2 separate regions of the Mus musculus genome follow, and region 2 is linked to region 1. A link is a contact called in public promoter capture Hi-C data. All regions are on one chromosome and are shown on one strand. Each heading gives the region's core, a stretch centred on a gene start, on an enhancer-like site or on the middle of the called end of the contact. The rest is flanking DNA. Distances are from core to core; before and after follow the strand shown. Region 1 has its middle 7.6 kb from the start of Wnt16. Region 2 has its middle 100 kb from the start of Gm38773.

Region 1 (4,023 bases), core at 802-3,301:
CACAAAAACCCCTCGGCTTGATGAAGTTACTAAGAACATCTAAACCCGAAGGAAAAGCAGTCCTGTGTGAGCCCAACCTTCCTACCCTCTTCTGCTTTCTCCAGCTGTGAAATATATTTATGACTGGAAAAATGCTTTTATTTGCTCATTTTTGAATTCCAAGGAGGACACACCTTAAAGAAAGCAATTGCCAAAAGTAACCTTCTATCACAATGTTACTGGCTGCCTTAAATCATCCTGAAAGCTGTGTCAGATCTCTTTGCATGTAGCCATCACACACATGTAGTATGTGCTTTATATGAAAGCTGCAAAATACATAACCTCTTAACAAGTAGTTGTGACTAGTAAATGAGTCAGAATACTGCTTTTAGTATTTTGATGTTCGTCTACATACTTCAATGGTATTTCTCAAATGTAACAGATTACAAGACAATTTTTCAAAAAACTATTGCTGTATGTATGTGAGTCTGCATGGGTGCACACATGTTTGTGGATATGTGTAGGTAGAGAGGACAACTTTGTGCAGTTGGCCCTTTTTTGGAGTCAGTTCTCCTCCTACCTGTCCGTGGGATTAAACTCAGGACCCCAGGCTTGCACAGCAAGCACCTTTACCCACTAAGCCCTCACAGGCTCTCTTTAATTATTATTTTTAAATTTTAATTTCATCCAGCTTTCCAACCTCCTATAAGTTAGCTTATTCCATATGTTTCAGGGCCACTTGCCTAAGATGGCAAGGTATGAAGAATGACGAGTTCATTTTAATGTTAAGAAAGAAGACTGAAAACAAAACAAGATAACATGTTCTACAGGTGATTGATCGTGTAATTTCCCTTTTCTCTGAATACAGTCCAGAACATGCGCACTGCAGCTGTGTTACCTTCAGCTTAGGTGACACTCTACAGTTTCTTTTGTTTGGTTGGTTAGTTGGTTTGGTTTGGTTTGGTTTGGTTTGGTTTGATTTGGTTTGGTTTTTGTTTTGTTTTTTTTCCGAGACAGAGATTCTTTGTGTAGTCCTGGCTTCCTGAAACTCACTCTGTAGACCAAGCTGGCCTTGAACTCACAGACATCAGTCTGCCTTTGCCCCATACGTGCTAGGATTAAAGGTATGAGCCACCTTTTCCCGGCCTGCCTCGCTATTTTGAGGACCTGCGATAAATTTTACGACACACTGCGGAACCAATTAGCATCTCTCTGCCTCTTTGAAATGTCTGGACTCTCCTTTCTTCCTTCTATGGTGAGAAATCTGACCTGATTTCTCATCTGAAGCATGGTTGGTGAGTCTCCAAAGGAAACTATTCCACCCTCCTTCTCCGTAGCCCTCTGTATCCTCAAAAGGAGCAAGCTCTCCACTTCCCGATGCCTCTTTCCAGTATCAGGTCTTGAATAAGTGCTTGGTCAGAGATTATATTATGCTTGTCCTTTAGCCTGAGGTTTGGTGTGAATGTTGGATCAGCTCTGTTTTATCTATTGGCCATGCTCTCTCCAGTTTCAGAGGATGAATTTTGCATGGTCTCACCCTACTAAGCAGCTTTTTTTTTCTCTCCATAACACTGATATTTACTCAGTTCAGTGCCCTGCATGCATGCTTTCTTCATCAGAACCCCTAGGGCTAGGGGAGTGGAGCATGACACGTTAGATTCCAGCACTGAACCCCACCCTGTGCTGCCAACAATTACTGTAAGATTAAGACACGCTGAGGGCCAAATCAGTTCCTGAAAGGGAACTCCTTCCACTAAAGCCTGCCCTAACTCAGTTAGCCTATAAGGCAAATATTGCTTCACTCCCCACAACAGCATTAAAAAAAAACTGAGTCCACCGTATTGGCCTGCTGCTGGTTTCACGAGCGAGCCCCGGGGGGTTCGGACAATGCGCTCTTGCTGAAATAGCAACTGCAATCTCTGATTCAGTCGGCTGGATTCCGATTCTGTTCTGGCATCTGGCCCAGGATATCAAAATTGTGGTTTTGCAGCCCGTTTTGGAGGCTGCTCCACTAAACCATGTGACAACCCCAAACAGTTGGTCTGGCACCAGAAGACTTCATCGGATTGTGAACTTGAGAGGCCTCGAGTTGCCTGTTTTTGTATTGATGCCTCCCTTCCCATAATCATTAACAGAAGGTGGGAGGCTGCAGTTGGAACATACCTCACACCTACTGAGCACTTGTGTTTTTTTGTCTCCGAGCCCTCATAAATCTCCTGGCTCTGTGCATTTGCCCACTCGAATCAGAGCTTTCTCCAGGGAAAACTCTGGTAAGAATTATTAGCATAGCTCAAAATGTTTTCCTGGTAGGTAAGCACATGACATGGCTGCAGACTTACCATAATGACTTAACAATCTCAGTTTACTTACTGATTTTAACACTAGAAGAAACAAAAGATGTGACATCTCTGGTTAAAGCCAGGTAGAAATCCCCTTGGAACTTGGGCAGGTCACAGCTAATTTCCTATTGAAAAGTGAAGGACCTGTACATCGTTGCCAATGCTGGTGACTCTGAAGTTATTGCTTCCTGCAGCTACCATTCTTATAAAAAGCCTCCTTGTCTGTTAAAAACCATACCACTCAGCCATTACTGAGTGATACTGTGTGTTTGGCCCTGTGGTAGACAATGGAAGATGCAAACACTTCCTCATAGTCTATGACTTAAAGACACATAATATAACTGATGACTGATATCTATCGGGGCACACTGGATCACTGTGAAAGGATAGCAAGTTTGGAGAAAAATGTTGTGCTAGAGATCTCCAGAGATGTCAACATTGGGCAGAAAGGAGTATAAAGATGGCCATCTCCTAAAGTGTTGTGACCTCAGAAAGGGATATAAAGATGGATGTCCCCTAAAGTGCTATGATCTAGAAACTGGTTGAGTGGGAAAGTGATTGAATGAGAAGGAAAAATTCTAATTTTAGTGGCAGAGTGTCCCAAGAAATTGAATATAAATATGGAAGCATATTTTTATGCCAAAGAAAAAAATTAATTCAGGATGAATACAGAGAATAGAGACGGGGTGATTTTAATCAGAAATAAGGGCTACTGATAAAACCCTGAATGAATCAGAGGGCTTCAAACTGACATTAAGAAAGATTTAAAAATAAGAATGGTTCCAGTCAAGAAGATAAAAGCATCAAGGTCAGGTTTCTAGGTGATTCGCCTCCTGTAAAGACTGGGGCCTGAGTAAACACCAAATGTCATTAGTCTATTGGCCAGGTTCAAGAAACTCTGTATTCATTTGCTTGCCAGAACCACATGAGGGTTTAGTATGGGAGGTGAAACACCGTGAGGAGGAGCCCTTCACACATGTGTGCAGCATCAGTGTTAGCTGGCTCTTGACCGGCAATTTGTTGACTAAATGACATTTATGCCATCACAGCATTAAGTGTAATTACACAGACTCCCAGTTGGACTAAGATGAATGTGGTCAAGACTAAATGAACTACCTCAAAATTTCTGCTTGTACTACTTTAATAAAATGCTTCTAGGCGAAGCAATTTGTTAGGTTTTTTTTTTCCTTTGTAAGGAATACTGTGTTCACTGGTATAAAGTTCAGAAAAAAAAATTTAAAGGAATACTTAGATACATGGTCTCTGTATATAGTTCAGTTTTGTGTCTTCTACTTACCTGGACTCTAGGTAAAAACGACCCTTCTTGTTTGCACAGTTTGCTGTTTCCTCCCCCATTCTAAAACCACTGCATGCTAGCTACACATACTCAGAGAAAAGAGTCACCCTTGAGGCCGATTTTAAGGTGAACTCTATTAACTCTAGGGCTGGAGAGATGGCTCTGTGGGTAAAAGTGCCGACTGTTCACAAACCATGAGGCACTGAGTTCGGATCCCAGTACCCATGTAAAAGCCAGGCATGGCTGTATGAGTTTGTAACCCCAGCACTGTGAGAGGTAGAGACAGGGTGATATATGGAGCTGGCTGGCTTCCAGCCCAGCTCCAAGTTCAGTGAGAAAGCAGGAAACCTGATGTCCTCCTCTGGCTTCCTCATTCATGTACCTGCCCATATGAGCACATGCCATAGA
Region 2 (4,023 bases), core at 861-3,360, 210 kb after region 1:
TTGTCCAGTCCTGGGGCTCACAGACTGGAAGGAGAAAATGGATCTCACAGGTTGTCTTCTGACATTCTCATGTATGCTGGGCCTGTGGTGTTTGTGAGACATGTGGATGTGTATGCACACACACACACACACACACACACACACACACACACACACACAGAGTGAAAGAGGTAATATGTAATAAAATACTTTTAAGTAAGGAAATTGAAGATATATGTGTGTGTATATATTACCTCTTTCACTCTCTGTGTGTGTGTGTGTGTGTGTGTGTGTGTACGGAACACACTCTGTAGACTGGGCTGACCTTGAACTCACAGAGATCCACCTTCCCCAGCTTCTTGAGTGCTGGGATTAAAGATGTGCCACCATTGCTCAGATGAAGTTTCAGTCTTATAAGGAAAGTGCTCTGAGACAACAAAACCAGTTTTGACTCTCCTGGTTCTCTTCCTACCTCTTTCTTCCAATAGTGCCAAGCCTGCCGTTTTATCTCACACTAACACTACTTTATAGACCGAGCAAGCTATTGCTTGATTCTAGAATTGATAATAAGAATCAATCCAATTATTTCCCCCTTTGTTTTTCAGTTATATAAAAATGTTTAATGACGTTTATATATTTACTTGTATGTGTGCATGTCCCACTGTCAAAAGGCGCTTCTCTGGCCAAGGCTGAAAGCTGCACTAGTCTAAGGGTGTCATCATAAATATTTAGAAGGCATTTTAATGACATTTGTTCAGGAAAAACATTAGTAGGCCCCCCCTGATAGGGTCTGTCTACCATCTCTCTAACCATAGGCTTTTGACCAAGTAAGTCTACCATATAAGGTATGCATTCCCTTCTGTGAAGAGGGCATCGGATCTAATCGGGAAGGAGTTGGTTTCAGCCCAGGGTAGTTATGCCTCTCCTGTACCACTGGGCACATCTTGTCTGATAGATTAATATGGTAGTACCCCGGGGTCCACAGTTTGTTTACTCTTTCTTATAAAGCTTTATGTCCAACCACCTGCAGACACACTCTTCTGGCAACAGGTGGTGTGTGTGTGTGTGTGTGTGTGTGTGTGTGTGTGTGTGAGAGAGAGAGAGAGAGAGAGAGAGAGAGAGAGAGAGAGAGAGAGAGAGAGAGAGAGAGAGATCTTTGCTGTCTGGTCCATTTTGTCTCAGACAGTGTGGAGAGAAATCCCCATGTCTTGTGAAGAGTGGAAGACAAGGTGAGGTTCCTTTCCTCTGTTTCGTTTCCCAAGGAAAAGGAAGCGTAGAAACGTAGAAAACGACCAGACGAGACAGCGAAAGACGCTCAGACAGTAGCACATTCTTTGGAAATAATTTGCACTTCAGGGATTTAGAAAGTAGAACACTTTCAGCTTTAAAAAGCAGTTTATGCTGCTTTGCTGCACTCCTCATTTGCCAAACAAATGATTATGTTACTATTTTAAGCACCGCATATTTAGTGCACGACTGTGGTCTGTCGGAGATACTTAATCACGCTGATAGAGTAGAAGAGTTGCAGGAAAGGAAATAACTAGAGCCGCTGAATATCCCACGCCTGCCCCGCCCCGCCCCATCTCCTTAGGATTCTGCGCAAAGGGAAGCATCCGCTACAGAGACATTTTAGCTAATAACTTAACAGACGGAAAAATATGTCCTAAGATCTGTTCTGTATCAAGTGGAAATCATAAACTGACAAATTTCATCTATTTAAGAGACGACCCCGAATCTGGAAATTTGAGGCTATTTCTCAAAAATCATCAAAATAAGGACTCGGCTTTGTCTGGGGCCATAGTTTTCAAACCTAACCTGTGAAATCACAGAAATTACAGTTTGATGACTCTGGGTTACACAAGCTGAAAAACTGGGCTCAGTGGGACAAGTAGCTTGCGTATCTGACTTTAGGCAAGACACCTTCTATCGACCGCTATTTCGATTTTTTCAGAAATTTATGCAACGTAGAAAAAAGCTTTTCTGTTTGTTTGCTTAGTTTTCGAGATTGTATTTTAATTACAACATTTCATTTTTTCCTTCTTCTTTCTTCTAAGCCCTTCTGCACACCCCTCCCTGGTATCCTTCACATTCATGGCCTCTTTGGGAAAGAGCTTTTAAGGCCCAATAATGCAGCATTTTCGGCTTGGCAGAACACTGCGGGGCTGACTAATCATCGTAGACAGTTCTTAACTAGAGAAGGAAAGCAGTTTCGAAAAAGTGGCAAGACTTAAACACAAGTACAGTTACTACTGGAATCCTATGTCGTTGAAAACATTTAGAGAAAAGTTTTTTTTTCCACAAAACTGCTAAAAGTAATTTTCAGCAAATAATATTTTCCCCCCTTTTCTTTTAAAAGTGGAATGCTCGCAATTTAAGAAATGCTGACAAAGCTGTTTCAGGACTCATGAGCCAGGACTGGCTATTTTAGATTCTCATGGCGCCATCTAGTGATTGAGACAAGCAATAGCATCTGTATTTGACCCAAAGGCTTTTTGCTTCTGAGGCTGCTCTGTGGATTTTTCTGCAGGGGTGAGTAGAATAACCACCTCCACAGACTTCGCTAGCTCTGCTCCGGGATACTGAGAAAAAAAATAATCTCATAATCTTGACACGGCTTTAGCCTTATTTGAATGAAAGGATATGGTTCTCAGCAAATATTTCAATCGTGCTTTTATCTTGAAATTCTTATTAATCTGGTACGACTTCCCTTTAAAGTACATTTTGCACTACTTTTTTCCAATTAAAGTTAACATGAGGCTAGAATTCACATTGAATTTAATATCAAAAATTGAAGCAGGAGACTGTTTCTGAAATTTGTAAGATGTAATGAAGTGTTTAAGACTACTGCATATTTTAATTAGAAAAGGGGACTTTCTTAGGAAGGAAAAGGTTGGATGCTTTATGCAAGTGGTGTTTTTATTGTGCAAAGGCACCATTCTAAAGAAGAAGCAGGAGGTTGGCTGTGAAAGGCAGGGAAGGCTGAGGGTGTGGGGCCCTGACTATCAGAAACTTCCCCTTTGGTTTCTAACGTTGTAAATACCTTTTCTCAAAGAGCTGTAAAAGGAAAATACTGGTACCTACCTATTTACTTACAATTTAGAGAATACATACTGTTTAAGAAGACAAAATGATGTGGAAGTATAAGATGCCCTAATTCTTTGGTGGAACCAGGCTCTGCCAAAAACCAGTGTCAGATGAGGCAGGGTCTAAGCTGTGGAAACAGCTGAGGAAGAGATCTGAGGATCAGCCTAGCCTGGTCCACCGCAAAAATCGGGCGAATATTGTACACTCAAAGCTCTTTCCCAAAGATGCCATGAATGTGGAGGAAAGCAGGGTGGGGTGAGTGGAATTTTAGGTCAGGCACTTGGGCCCCCTTTTTTCTTTTCTTTTTAGTGATCTCCTGTTGAGGTCAACTATGGCTCTTTTCCTGGTCAAAATTTAATTAGGTAGGGATACACACCACACACACATGTGTATTCATGTGTGTATAAAATCATATATATATATATATATATATATATATATATATATATATATATTTAGCTTTCTCTCTTTCTTAATAGCAGTGGCTGTGTATGGAGAGTTTTGTGAGTTAGTAAAACAACCCCCTAGAGAGAAAAATTTAACCCCAACTTTTAAAAAATTCAACTTAAACTCTTACAGTGTTTATAGTTTATAAAATTAAACATATGAAAGTTGGCCAAAGTTTAGAAATCTGATAAATTACACACACACACACACACACACACACACACACACACACACACGCGCGCGCGCGCGCGTGTATTAGCAATAAAAGTTCATCTCTCTTTTTACAGCTTATAGAATTCCTTGTTGAAATAGAGTAACTACCCTCTTGGAAAAGAGGGGGCTGTTTTATGAATGATGAATATATCGTTTTTTTTTTTTGTTGTTGTTTTTGCTTTTAAAGAGGTATTTATTTATTTTATGTATATGGGTACACTGTAGCTGTACAGATGGTTGTGAGCTAACATGTGATTGCTGGGAATTGAATTTAGGACCTCTGCTTGCTCTGGTCAACCT

Evidence for each region. Promoter capture Hi-C pulls out the DNA fragments that hold promoters and counts their contacts.
Region 2: a promoter capture Hi-C map of liver shows a contact between it and region 1, with 1.9 times the contacts expected there. The contact joins two enhancer-like sites. A contact is called at or near these places in 16 of 39 promoter capture datasets (the 3T3-L1 cell line, 3T3-L1-derived adipocytes, the HPC-7 cell line and 8 more), 1 of 15 datasets of contacts at CTCF or cohesin (pro-B cells), 6 of 484 Hi-C or Micro-C datasets (Th1 cells, embryonic fibroblasts, embryonic stem cells and 1 more), 7 of 115 datasets of contacts at active chromatin or transcription factors (bone marrow-derived macrophages, craniofacial prominence, embryonic stem cells and 1 more) and 5 of 9 other capture datasets (adipose tissue, embryonic stem cells, liver and 2 more).

What each region holds. Positions count from the first base shown.
Region 1 is chr6:22,278,665-22,282,687 of GRCm38.p6, forward strand. No RefSeq gene overlaps it. Among named protein-coding and RNA genes, the nearest start is that of Wnt16, 7.6 kb to the right of the region's middle. Within about 2 kb of position 2,052, at least 85 of the 459 cell types and tissues checked have an H3K27ac peak or open chromatin away from gene starts, as enhancers often do. A contact at or near this core is called in bone marrow-derived macrophages and liver, where this site is marked.
Region 2 is chr6:22,491,696-22,495,718 of GRCm38.p6, forward strand. No RefSeq gene overlaps it. Among named protein-coding and RNA genes, the nearest start is that of Gm38773, 100 kb to the left of the region's middle. Within about 2 kb of position 2,111, at least 37 of the 459 cell types and tissues checked have an H3K27ac peak or open chromatin away from gene starts, as enhancers often do. A contact at or near this core is called in bone marrow-derived macrophages and liver, where this site is marked.